Regions from separate parts of the Mus musculus genome. Here region 2 is linked to region 1. A link is a contact called in public Micro-C data. All regions are on one chromosome and are shown on one strand. Each heading gives the region's core, a stretch centred on a gene start, on an enhancer-like site or on the middle of the called end of the contact. The rest is flanking DNA. Distances are from core to core; before and after follow the strand shown.

Region 1 (6,717 bases), core at 3,029-5,528:
AGGGAAAAACAAAGGAAGGGTACGGCAAGAAAGTGTATCAATGACCCCATTAAGGGAAGAAAGAACCTGGAGAAGTCTAAGAACAATACATTGGAGAAGAACAATGCATGATCTGACTTGCCCTATCAAGACTTCTGCCATTGCTAAAGTCCGAGGACTGCTTGTAAGAGTCCAGGAGGTGAGTTAGCACTTTATTCAAGTAATCCAGACCAGAATGCAAGCAGATGGGGCAGTGTGAAGTGGTAGCATAGTGAATGGGAGTGGAAGACAATGGTAAGAACTAAGGTAGACATCAGGTGTCTCCTACATTTGTTCTCCCTGCTTCCGTTACTGAGGGAGTGTCTCTCAAGAAACCTCAAACTCCCACATTCTAGGTACTGCAGCCAGCTAGCTCGCCTGGGAGATCCTTTTTCTCTGCCGCCGGAGCACTGGGCTCAGGCGGCCACCATATCTGTGCAGCTTCTGCATGGTTTCTGGGGATCGTCTAGTAGGCCTTTGGTCCTCATGCTTGCATGGTAAGTGCCATAGCCACTGGGCTTTCTCTGACCCCCTCCTCCCAACCCTAAATCATGAACAACCAGTCTCCACTAACTACAATAAAAAGTAGAATAAATGTGGGAGCGAAATTAGATTGCTTAGATTGCTCACCTTGGACACAAAACGTCTGGCAGACAGAAAAATGAGTATACGCAACAAGGAACCGAGAAGTCTAGGTCAGACATATACCTGGAAGTCAGCATGATGCCGGTGGAAACTACCACTAAAAAAGGCCGATCAAGAGGCAGAAGCAAGAGGTGGAGAATCCAATGAAGGGACAGCTCCCTTTCATACTATATACCTACAGCGGTCCAGTTCTTTAGGTTAATTATTCATGAATTACTGGTGTGCATTCAGCATCGGTCTTACAGAAATGCATACATTTGTGAAATTTGAAACCTACATAATAAGCAATTTTCTAACCATTCACTTTAAAATTCACCTAAAAGGCTTTTTACACCTTTGTATAGCTTATGACCCCCTGTGCGTTTGAATGGAGTATCTGTACACACTCACTCCCACATCTGACTTACTTCTTTCTGGAATCGCTCTAATGTAAGTTTTCTCTGCATTTGGTCTTGCACCCAGGGGTCAGCTGCATATTCAGACTCTAAAAGAGAAGTCCAACAGTTTGCTGCATCTCTCTTGGTTTTTGTCAGGACAATGCGGACCATTTTTCTGTCCTCTAAGATAAAAAGAAAGTAGTTACAGAGAAATTACAGTGCATCATTAAACATTGTACTTTCCAAAGGCTATTAGGTACTATTTTTTTTTTTTGTTTTTGTCTGTTTGCTTAAAGTTTATTTATTATTATATATAAGTACACTGTAACTGTCTTCAGACACACCAGAAGAGGGCATCAGATCTCATTACGGGTGGTTGTGAGCCACCATGTGGTTGCTGGGATCTGAACTCAGGACCTTCGGAAGAGTAGTCAGTGCTCTTAACCGCTGAGCCATCTCACCAGCCCCCTATTAGGTAGTTTTGATAGACAATTGCTCTCAACACGTTTTTCTCCATCTTTCACAGCTACAAAGACAAGACAATATAAAGGAGAAATGATACCATGATCCAATTTTTAAGTGTATGAATCATAACAGATTTCTCTTACCCAAAGTCCATGTTCCTTCATCAGCAATTGTAGAATCAAACAGTTTCCCCTGGAAAATCAATATAAGGTAATAGAATTACAGTATTTCATTAAGCTTTATAAATTCTCATCATTAAGATTTGGCTCATTCCAAGCTAAGGCACATCTTAGGCCAAGTTCCCCTACCTGTAGGTGCTCAACCTTGAACTTTCGCCTAATCAGAGTCCAGTTTACAAATCTGACAACTTTACCATGGAAGAAACACACAGGGACCACCACCACTACACAAAACAGGAGAAGACATACTACTCTTTATGATAGAACGCAACATTAACATATAAAACGCTTTACCAATTAATTAATATGAACAAGACAGGGACTCCTACTAAAACTAGAAAAAATGTCCTATTTTTTGTTTTCCTTCTTTTGTTTTGCATTTTTTAAGGGGGTGGGTGTTCCCTGTGTAGCCCTGGCTGCCCAGGAACTTGCTCTATAGACCAAGAGCCTCAAACTCACAGAAATCCTGTCTCTGCCTCCTGAATGCTAGTATTAAAGGTGTGTACAGCCACCACCTGGTGACTATGTTTTGTTTTCTTGAAGCAGAGTCTGTCAGTCCTCAGCCTGTTCATCTCAACCTCTTTCAAGGTCACATATCAGATATCCTACATACCAGATATTTAATGACAGATTCGTAAATGCAAAATTACACTTATGAAGTATCAAGGACACTGTTTTTATTGTTGGGGGCCACCACAGCATGAGGAACTTTTTTGTTTGTTTTTGAAGACAGGGTTTCTCTGTAAAGCCCTGGCTGTCCTGGAACTCATTTTGTAGACCAGGCTGGCCTCAAACTCAGAAATCCCCCTGCCTCTGCCTCCTGAGTGCTAGGATTAAAGGCGTGTGCCCACCACACCCGGCCATGAGGAACTTTATTAATGGAGCGAAGCATTAGGAAAGGCTGAAAACCACTGCTCTATGGAGTCATGGAGCTGGCTTAGTACATCTGGCTTGCTGGCCTAATTCGCTGAGCTGAGATCTACCTGCCTAAGGTTCCCAAATGCTGGGATTAAAAGCGTGCACCACAACACCTGCCTTAAAAGTGCTCTCTCTTTTAAACTCAATGTTATTAAAGCTAGTTCAATCTCTTTTGAGAAGCTGGCACTAGAAAAGGCCAGTTTCTTAAAAAGGTTCAAATCACATGTTGCAGAAATTGATATCCAATTAGCTGTTGACTAATTTTCCTTCTCCTGCCCAAGGTTACAAAACACAGTATCATGTCTCCGTTCACCACTACATTATACAGTCATCCTCCAACAGGCTATGCATCTAATCTAGGTGTAAAGTATAGCCTGATTGTTATGTGAGTCTTAATAAATTCTTAACCAAAAACGGGGAAATGTGACCAGATTAAAAATTTGGTGAAATTAGGTAACTTCACACACCTTTTCACTACGATGAAGATCAACATGCAAGAAACTTGTTATTTAGAAAACCAATCTGACATCTTGGAATCCTCATCCCATTACCCTAGCCTTGCTTGTAAGTGCCTGTATTAGCCTACACGTCATGAACAGAGTTCAGAATCCTTTTGTCTAGTCTCTGGGACTCCCATCGGTGCCCAGAAGACGCATATTCGTTCTTTTGACCTACTTAGCCTTCTGTCAGCAGGAACTCCGGAGGAAATAAAAGCACCCCAAACCTATTTTAGAAATAAAGTGGAGAACAAAATCTTTGAGTTCTACCCGCGCAAAATCTGCTCTGTGGGTGCAGTGCTCCGTGGAGACCCCTCGCCAGAACAATTTACCACTTCTTTCTACCAGCCAGGAACTAACCTTGCCACACCCAGCAGTCATCCCTCTGACACCGTGAATTTTAGGGCTCGGGGTGCGGGAAAGCCAGAAGAAGGAACTCGGGACAAGCCCTGGCTTGCTACCTTGAGGATCTCGCGGCCACCCACGGCCAGAGCCACGTGCCGACTCTGCAGGCCGCACTGGATGTCCTGCGCGCGAGTGCCGGGGGGCACCTGGACTTCAATGAACACCTCCTCCAGGGTCTGGTACCACTGTCCCCACGGAGTCCCGCAAGGAACCACCCCGCTGCGCTCCTCAAACGGGGCGGACATTCTGAAGACGCCACGCAGGCACACGGCTCCGGGAGAGCACTACACCGGCGGGACTAGGCTCTGGGCTTGCCCTCGGCGCCTTGGGGTCACTGCACATGCGCAAGAGTCCAAACTGGCGTGTCCGAGTGTGCAAAATTCTCCCTTTCAGAGCCCATTTAAGACACTCGTGAGCCCTGGTGAAATCGACCGAAGCCTAGAGATGTTGACATCCAAAGAACACTGACGCCGGAACAAAGGAGAAAAGTGCCTGCGATCTTTAAACCTGTGTGACGCCAAAATTCCGACGCGTCCACCGGCCTGTGAAGTGCGCTTGCGCGAACTGGGCTACCCAGTAAAACTGAGTAAAACCAGAAGTGATTGGATAGAGCTGTTTGCGGCGACGATCAGGAGCAGCCTCTTATTGGCTACTAGCTTAAACTTACAAACCTTCCGATTGGGCGGCGGTAGGAATCTAGTGCGCATGCTCTTTGGACCATGCAGGATTGGCCAGATAGGTTTAGGTTTTCTGATTGGCTGAGGGGGAAAGTTGAGGTAAATTTGAATTCAGGCGAGCTGACAGTTTGCTGGGGCGTTTGATTGCTGTCTCATCTGGACCCAGGCGTCAGAATGTCCTTTCCTAAGGCGCCCCTGAAGAGATTCAATGACCCTTCGGGTACGTACGGGTGGGGGAACAGGGTGGGAAGGGGATGTGCCCTCGTTTCCCAGTCATTCGAAAGCCAGGTTAGGGCTGGGGCGGTGTTTGTTTTTCTCCAAATTCACGCAGTAAACACCTGGTTAGCGCAGTGTGGGATGGTAGAGACGCGGCCCTACGTGAAATGAGGTCATCCCTGCACACAGCGAGTCTTCAAGCGTGAGATTCCAAAATATGCCATCAACACCATGGAGAAACCACAGCTGGTTGAAGGGGATTAGGAGTTGGCAGGCGCTACTTTTCTTTTTAAAAAGAAGTTACTCTCTTTAGAATTTTCTGCATTGACATTGCATTCAGATATAAAAGCATAAAGACTGAGAAATCTGTTCAGTAAAGACAGCTGCCCACGGATTCTTTTCCACTCGTGAAACAGTTCTTTGGAATTTCTTTTTTAATATTTTATTTTTTTAAGGTTGATTTATTAACATGAGTATACTGTAGCTGTCCTCACACACCAGAAGAGGGCCTCAGATCCCATAACAGATGGTTGTGAGCCACCATGTGGTTGCTGGGATTTGAACTCATGACCTTTGAAAGAGCAGTCAGTGCTCTTACCCACTGAGCCATCTCATGAAACAATTCTTAAGTAATGTTCAGCATTTTAACAATAGAATAGTGGAACTTGGTGTGTAGATGACAGAGTAAATTGAGTGTAGATGGTGATAGCATTTAAACAGTTAGAATAAAGTAATTTTTAATGTTTTCACCTGTAAGAAATAGACACTTCCAGACCTAGTGGCCTGAGCTACATAGACTGTCAGTAACTCACACCTACAACAAATTAATAGCATGTTGGAAGTAAATGAAAAATGAGACTGAAATCCACTCAATTTTATGAAACTAAATTGGCAGAAATGGAGTGGGAACCCAGACTTCCAAGGATATATGCTATGCTCTTAAGGGCTGTGGTTTATGCACAAGTAACTAGAGCCTTGGGTGTGAGGTGATAGATGCTAACTGTGCAGCTGTACTGTCGTAAGGTCTATATGTTATTCCTTTGAACAGCTAGACGAGAAAAGTACCAAAGTTGTACTCTTTACAAATGAGAACATTGAGAGAGTTTCTGACTATATTATGCAGCCAGCAAGTAAGTGATGGAGCGGAAGATGAAAGGCCGGTTTATATCCTCTGTAGCATGTACTGGTTAGTAGTCTCTATCTGGTTTCTATCAACGTTCCTCCATTCACAAGGTCAAGTGAGTGATCAGACACAGCCATCTCCATGGCCACACCATTTCCAGGGAACTCAGACAACTTAGGTTCTACAGAACAGGGTAGATGTTTTTGTTTTGAGACAAGGTCTCTTGTAGCACAGGCTAGCCTTGTACTCCTGCTGCCACCTCCCAAGTACTGAAACTTAAGAGACCTGCACAACACACATGGCTCAGCTGCTGTTTGGTTTTAAGGAGCAGTAGTTAAGGCTTACAGTGTCAAAGATAATATGTCAGATATTTAATATTTGTAAGTCCATGGCAGCTTTTTCTACCTCAAGGAAACTTAAAGCATCCTGGGATAAAGGAGGGAATCTAACTTTTTTTTTTTTTAAAATTTGGTGTGTTCTCCCTATGTCTACAAAGTGTCTGGCATGGTATTTTCTGTAGCTTGTCAGACACAGGTGATTTTGAGTACTCCTGTGGCTAATTACAAAAGCCTAGTCCATTCTCACATCCCAAACAAGATATTTTTTTTCTATACTGCTCAACATAACTATGAGCTAAATACTAGAAGAATAGAAGCTACTCCCAAATTGCAAGCACTTAAGTCTAATGTAGAGATAAAGTAAATAAGTCCTTATGAAAGCATAATAAGCTGTTAGGAATTATAGACAGTGCTATGAGAATTTTCTAGCCTGATTTTTTTTGAGGGGGGGGGGGGGATTCTGCAAAAGCTAGATGGCCACATGGAGATCTGGAAGGTGAATGAGAATGGGCTGAACAAAATTGAAAGTAGATTTTAAATTCTATAAGAGAGCAGGCTGAAGCCGGGCATGGTGGTGCACGCCTTTAATCCCAGCACTAGGGAGGCAGAGGCAGGCGGATTTCTGAGTTCAAGGACAGCCAGGGCTACACAGAGAAACCCTGTTTCAAAAAAACCAATAAATAAATTAATTAATTAATAATAATAATAATAAAGACCAGGCTGAGCAAGCCAGGGAAAGCAAGCCAGTGAAGACTATCCTTCCATGGCCTCTGCATCAGCTCCTGCTTCCTGACCTGCTTGAGTTCCAGTCCTGATTTCCTTTGGTGATGAACAGCAATGTGGAAGAGTAAGATGAATA
Region 2 (6,717 bases), core at 2,955-5,454, 3.0 Mb before region 1:
ACATGGTACCTTCATCCATCCATTGCCAGCCACAGAGATCTCATTTGCAGCCAGGCTCTGAGCCAGTTGTCTGAAACGGAACAATTACGGGATTTTCATGCCAAGTATACACCCAGAAATATTATTGTAGGGATAAATGACTTTCAAAGGCTCTTTTTGTTTTTGCAGTTAATGTAACTCTATCTGTCCTGTGTCTTAGTCCTTTAGAAGAACTTATACCCTGTGGCCAGACCAGACTTTATACCCTTGCTCTGTGCTTCCCTTCGTAACTGGTGAGGGTCGGAGGTCAGACTTTAAACTTTCTGACTCTTAGTCTTAACATTGTAATTATGGCACCTACTGATTTTATATATTTCCACAATAAATATTTGAATTCTGGAGCTGGGGCTATGGCTCAGTTAGTTGAGTCAATCCCTAAACTGGATAAAACCAGGTGTTGTGGTACATGCCTCTATCCCAACACTAGGGGGAGAGCGGGGCAAGGGTGCTTGAAATAAGAGGATTGGAGATCAGCTAAATTTTGAGTTCAAGGTCAGCCCAGGATACATGTCTTAGACAAGTGAATAAATACATGAATGAAGTAGGTTAAAAAGACCTTTTTGGTTTCCTGTTTTGTCCTGGGAAAATTTCTAGATCTCTGTACAGGAAGTCAAGCAGACAAGAGTCTTGTGGATCTTTTGATGGACTAAAGGGCATCACTTCCAGGTGGTGATGGAAAGACAGGAGACCATGTGATAGAGTGAGAAACTTTAGCGGCAGTAAGGGAATATCTGCAGAAAGAGTTCAAGCATGACACAGAGCAGCTGTCACCAGTGTCACACAGAGGACACAGTGCACAGAGGTCTGGAGAAGGGAAAAGAGTCTCTGCACAGTTAGGAATAGCAAGTGACTAAGGGGGACAGTGACCCCAGCAGAAATAGAGGCAGAATCTCACAAGTCTGGGGGGGGGGGGTCACAGTAAGGAGTTTCAGGTTTTATTGCAGCCATAGTAGGATAGAAAGTTATGTAAAATGGTTACTTATGGAAGCCAGAAGACAACTCAGGGGAGTTGATTCTCTTCTACATTGTGAGTCCTGAGGCTTGAACTCAGGTAGTCAGCCTTGGCAACAAGGGCCTTTACCTACTGAGCCATCTCACTGGCCCTTGTTTTGTTTGTTTGAGACAGGGTCTATGTATCTGCTTCTGTTTATTTCCTCTACACAGTCTTTTTTTTTTCGAGGCAGGGTTTCTCTGTATAGCCCTGGCTGTCCTGGAACTCACTTTGTAGACCAGGCTGGCCTCGAACTCAGAAATCCGACTGCTTTTGCCTCCCGAGTGCTGGGATTAAAGGTGTGCGCCACCACACCCGGCTTCCTCCACAGTCTTAAAACCCTTCCAACTGAATGTCCCTCCTTTCTTCTCCCTGCATCTTTCTATCTGCCCTCCTGACTTCCTCTCATGCTCTATGGTTCTTTTTTCTATGTTCACTTCCTGTCAACTGGTTGCTTGTTCCACCTCTTGGCCTAAGGTTGACTCCATTTAATCCTGTTTACAGTAAATAGAAAGCTCTTGCATGAAAGGTGTGTCCTAGCGCTGAGACACACCATAACTAGAAACAGGTTTCTAACTACACAATCTCACAGTGTGATCAGTACACACGCACTTGTGTGTGTGTGTGTGTGTGTGTGTGTGTGTGTGTGTGTGTGAGAGAGAGAGAGAGAGAGAGAGAGAGAGAGAGATCCACTTCCTTGTCCTCTTTTCCCCTCCCTCCTACTCCCCCTCCCCCACACCCTCTCTTTTCAGTGATAGAGATTAAACAAAGGACCTTAGATGTGATAGGCAAGTTTGTTTGTTTGTTTGTTTGTTTGTTTTTTAAACTTTTTGTTTTGTGCATGTATGGTCTTACTAAGATGCCCAGGTTAGTTGTGGACTCTCTCAATAGCCCAGGCAGACTCATCTGTAACTTTCAACCTTCCAATCTCACCTTCAAGGAAATAGCTGGGATTACAGCAGGCCCGTGGGGGGTGGGGGATGTTGGTAGCTAATATATAAATACATTTTTGCTAGCATTTCAGATGGCTATTCACTTTCTAGACGTAGCTGACCTAGAACTCACTACGCCCAGACTACCTACCCAGTCTGGCCACAAAGTTCTGTGATCTTACTGCCTCCACCTCCCAAGCACTGAGATTATACCCATTATACCTGTTCTGGTGGATTTTAAAGTTACACTGTTTAAGAGATTTGAAAATGGGGCAGTGGTGGCACACGCCTTTAATCCCAGCACTTGGGAAGCAGAGGCACGCAGATTTCTGAGTTCGAGGTCAGCCTGGCCTGCAGAGTGAGTTCCAGGACAGCCAGGGCTATACAGAGAAACCCTGTTTGACAAAAAAAAACAAAACAAACAAACAAACAAACAATAAAGGATGTGGTATACGTGGTATACTTTTTCAATGCTTTTATCACGGTAAATATTTACTCAAAATTTTAAGAAAAACTCCTGCTATTAGTTCATCTTTTCAAGTGAACCAAATTACATAAACAACTATGGAAAATAACACCAGAATCGTATACTTTTCATTTCTTTTGTTGAGTATTAGTATTTATCAGGAAAGGGAGAGATAGAGAGAGGTGGATAAAGGTGTGTGAATGACATATAGGTGTGGATGAGAAGACAACATTCAGGGGCTAGTTCTCTCCTTCTACCACATGTTCCTGGAGATCAGACTCTGGTCAGCAAGCTTGCTGGCAAGTGCCTTATTGTCACACTAAGTCATCTCTCATCTCCCTAGCCCCTCACAATCTCACAACCTTATTTGTCAGAAAATTACGAGTCAGAAATATGGCTCATGCTTCACTGGGTATGAGTATGTCTTGTTTTGTTTTGTTTTTCGAGACAGGGTTTCTCTGTTTAGCCCTGGCTGTCCTGGAACTCACTTTGTAGACCAGTCTGGCCTCGAACTCAGAAATCCCCCTGCCTCTGCCTCCCAAGTGCTGGGATTAAAGGCGTGCGCCACCACAGCCCAGCGGTATGGGTATGTCTTATGTTTCATTTCAGTGTTAAATCTTTTTTTTTTTTAATAATTCTGTATAGCTCCGGCTGTCCTCGAACTCACTCTTTAGACAAGGCTGGCCTCAACTCAGAAATCTGCCTGCCTCTGCCTCCCATGTGCTGGGATTAAAGGCAAGTGACACCACTGCCTAGCTTCTGTGTTAATTCTTAAAGTATCTACATTTAAAAACAAATAAATCAAAGGAACAGTATTTCTGTCTATGAAATTTTGTATAACTCTATGGAATTTTTTTAACTTTACTGTTATCTAATTAACTCTTCTGGTGTGCATGAGTGTTTGTTTACATGTATGCCTGTTTACCATGTGTGTGCCTGGTGGCCATGAAGTTCAGAAGAGGATCTTAAATGCCCTGGAACTGGAGTTAAAGTTGTGGTAAGCTGCTATGTGAGTACTGGGGATTGAACCCTGGTCCTCTGAAAGTGCAGTCATTGCTCTCAATTGCTAAGTCATGCTTCCTAGCCCCTTGTGGGAATTCATGACTGAGCCTAGGAGAGACTTAACCAGTCTTGATGAAAGGCTACTTTCCTTTCCGATGTCTTTTTAATTTTCTCCATCTTTGCTATCCTGTCACAAGAAGAATGGCATTGTTTCAATTTTTTGCAAATCTCTGATTTAATACAGGACAGGTGAAGGCCTGGAGGTCTAGCTCACAAATAGACGGACTTGCCTAACAGCTAGAATAATTCACCCCTTTTTGTATTCCTTCTGTTGCACTATATCAGAAGACAACCTCTGGAAAGCGCTGTACAGTCATGAGAAAATGAGTGGAAAAAGTGTGTAATATTTACTGTTTTGAAAACTGTTACTCTCCTAACAGAGCTCTTGAAAGGCACTTTGGAAACTACTGGAAAGAAATGTTTATTTAGGGACGAAGGATGTTTTCGGGTTCTTATGCACATTCCTAACATGAGGGACGCCAGAATAAAGACGTTTTTAAAGCCACAAGTAGTCGCGTTTGAAAAATTACTTTGTGCTAATTGGCAGGATTTGACATAACTCAAGATGACAGCTGAGGCTCATAGTACTGAGCCGTACAGTGACGTCACACAGCTACTTCCGCTCACTCTCTTCGAGTTGGCCACTACATTTCCCAGAATGCTTTGCCAGCAATGGCGCCATTGGCCAGCGCGGCCGGAAGTGCACCTGACTCAGGAGGAAGTAGAAGGACTCGGAGGCAGGAGCGGTGGAGAGAGGAGCTGGGAGGTTGTGAAGCCCATCGTGGGTCTCGCGGCGTTCGGTGAGGACTGTGGCCTGGGACAGGCGCGGGGTCGCGCGGGGAGGGGCTTTTCTAACCTTGACTCATAGCCGGGAGGGACGCGACACTCGAGTAAAAGCGAAGCCTGCGAGTCCTGACCCTCCCTTTTAACTTTTCCTTTTAACAGGCTAGGACGAATTCGGACTTTAACGCGACACTGGGTCATTGGCGTGGTTTTGCTGCGACCAGAGGGGTGGCAGGCACCGCAGAGGTTCTGACTCAGCTTCTAGAGCAGCAGTGGTTAATAGGATGAACGTAAAATCATCAGAGTCACTTTAAAAAAACAGAGATGCTCTGACCTGACTGCAGACCAATATTGTCAGGATCTGGGCAGCAGGGTTGCGCAGCGAGAGTTGAGAACCGGCTCTTCCAAGGCTGAGTTCTGAGTCCCTGGAGGATGCCTGTGAAAACATCTGCGCAAAGGCTCCCCTTCCAGAATTAGCTACCTAAGCTATACCGCTTGCATTTGCTTACGATGATAAGCACGATTTGGGCACAGATGCCATCTTGGGCTCCATAAGAAACTTATTCTTCGGCTCCCGGTGGCGATAGTGTCCCATTCGGACTTCATTGTTTCCTGTTGACAACTTGGTCATTTATTCTGAACAAAGATTAGAACTCTTTCTTTCTTTCTTTCTTTCTTTCTTTCTTTTTTTTTCCCCTGCAGCTGTTTTGGATTCTGTCTAATTTGTGCCATCCAGCAAGCTGCCGGACGTGGAAAAGTCACATTAAAATCAGTCTTTTCATTTAGGGTATGGATCGAGGGTGTGGTTCAGTTGTTTAAATGGCTTACATGTACCACAAAGTCTGAGATTCGGTCTCCAACACCAGTGGGAAGTGGGGATGTTAGTCTTGGTATAAGTCTGATACCATATTTGATCAGCAAGACTATCAGTTAAAATGATAATTGGCATTGAGTGTGAGTTTATTATACTCTAGTTTGGGGCTGGGGAGGGGCCTAATACAGGGTCTCATAGCCCAGGCTAGCCTCACATTTGCTGTGTAACCAAGGATGGCCTTGAACTTCTGATCTTTCTAACTACATCTCCCCAATGATGAGACTGCAGGAATGGGCCACCACAATTGGTGATATCCTGTTTTTAAAATGACTTCCTTGGACAGGCATGATCCATACTCCTTTAATCCAGCAATGGGGAGACAGAGGAGGGTGGATCTCTGAGATCAAGGCCAGCCTGATGAACAAAACAAGTTCCAGAACAGCCAGGGTCACACAGAGAAACCCTGTCTCAAAAAACAAAAACAAACAAACAAAAAAAAACAAGCCGGGCATGGTGGTGCACTCCTTTAATCTCAGCACTCAGGAGGCAGAGGCAGGCAGATTTCTGAGTTCGAGGCCAGCCTGGTCTACAAAGTGAGTTCCAGGATAGCCAGGGCTACACAGAGAAACCCTGTCTAGAAAACAAAACAAAACAAAAAAACCAATAATACTTATAAAACAAATAAATAAAAATAATGACTCCCCAGTCAAAGAAAGTCAAGCTGTGTTTGGCGGGGTTATATGTAGAAGTTTGTTTAGGTGTGAAAGACAGAAGGGTTTTTTTTTTCCATATTTTTTTTATTGGGTATTTATTTCATTTATTTCCAATGCTATCCCAAAAGTCCTCCACACGCTCCCCCACCCACTCCCCTACCCACCCACTCCCACTTCTTAGCCCTGGCGTTCCCCTGTACTGAGGCATATAAAGTTTGCACGACCAATGGGGCTCTCTTTCCACTGATGGCCGCCTAGGCCATCTTCTGATTCATATGCAGCTGGAGACAAGAGCTCCAGGGTACTGGTTAGTTCATATTGTTGTACCACCTATAGGATTGCAGATCCCTTCAGCTCCTTGAGTACTTTCTCTAGCTCCTCCATTGGGGGCCCTGTGATCCATCCAATAGCTGACTGTGAGCATCCACTTCTGTGTTTGCCAGGCCCTGGCATAGTCTCACAAGAGAGCCATATCTGGGTCCTTTCAGCAAAATCTTGCTAGTGTATGCAATGGTGTCAGCGTTTGGAAGCTGATTATGAGATGGATCCCCGGATATGGCAGTTTCTAGATGGTCCATCTTTTCGTCTCAGTTCCAAACTTTGTCTCTGTAACTCCTTCCATGGGTGTTTTGTTCCCAATTCTAAGAAGGGGCAAAGTGTCCACACTTTGGTCTTCGTTCTTCTTGAGTTTCATGCGTTTAGCAAATTGTATCTTATATCTTGGGTATTCTAAATTTCGGGGCTAATATCCGACAGAAGGGATTTAAGACTGTATACAGCCGGGCACTAGTGGCTCACACCTTTAATCCCAGCACTTGGGAGGCAGAGGCCAGCCTGGTCTACAGAGTGAGTTCCAGGACAGGTAGGGCTACACAGAGAAACCCTGTTTTGAAAAAAACAAAAAACAAAAAAGACTG

Evidence for each region. Hi-C and Micro-C count contacts between places; a contact is called where the count stands out from the background.
Region 2: a contact with region 1 is called in a Micro-C map of embryonic stem cells, with 4 times the contacts expected there. The contact joins the promoter of Ttc1 here to the promoter of Hmmr in region 1. A contact is called at or near these places in 7 of 39 promoter capture datasets (the 3T3-L1 cell line, the C10 cell line, cranial neural crest and 4 more), 3 of 484 Hi-C or Micro-C datasets (all in embryonic stem cells), 5 of 115 datasets of contacts at active chromatin or transcription factors (acute myeloid leukemia, embryonic stem cells, large pre-B cells and 1 more) and 1 of 9 other capture datasets (adipose tissue).

Annotation. Positions count from the first base shown.
Region 1 is chr11:40,730,998-40,737,714 of GRCm38.p6, reverse strand. It overlaps Hmmr (hyaluronan mediated motility receptor (RHAMM)), which reads left to right and starts at 4,278. Exons shown (of 18, transcript NM_013552.2): 1 at 4,278-4,401. The coding sequence starts at 4,356. Nudcd2 (NudC domain containing 2) reads right to left here and starts at 4,054. Exons shown (of 4, transcript NM_026023.5): 1 at 3,561-4,054; 2 at 1,649-1,697; 3 at 1,071-1,222. The coding sequence starts at 3,749.
Region 2 is chr11:43,745,495-43,752,211 of GRCm38.p6, reverse strand. It overlaps Ttc1 (tetratricopeptide repeat domain 1), which reads left to right and starts at 4,204. Exons shown (of 8, transcript NM_133795.2): 1 at 4,204-4,290.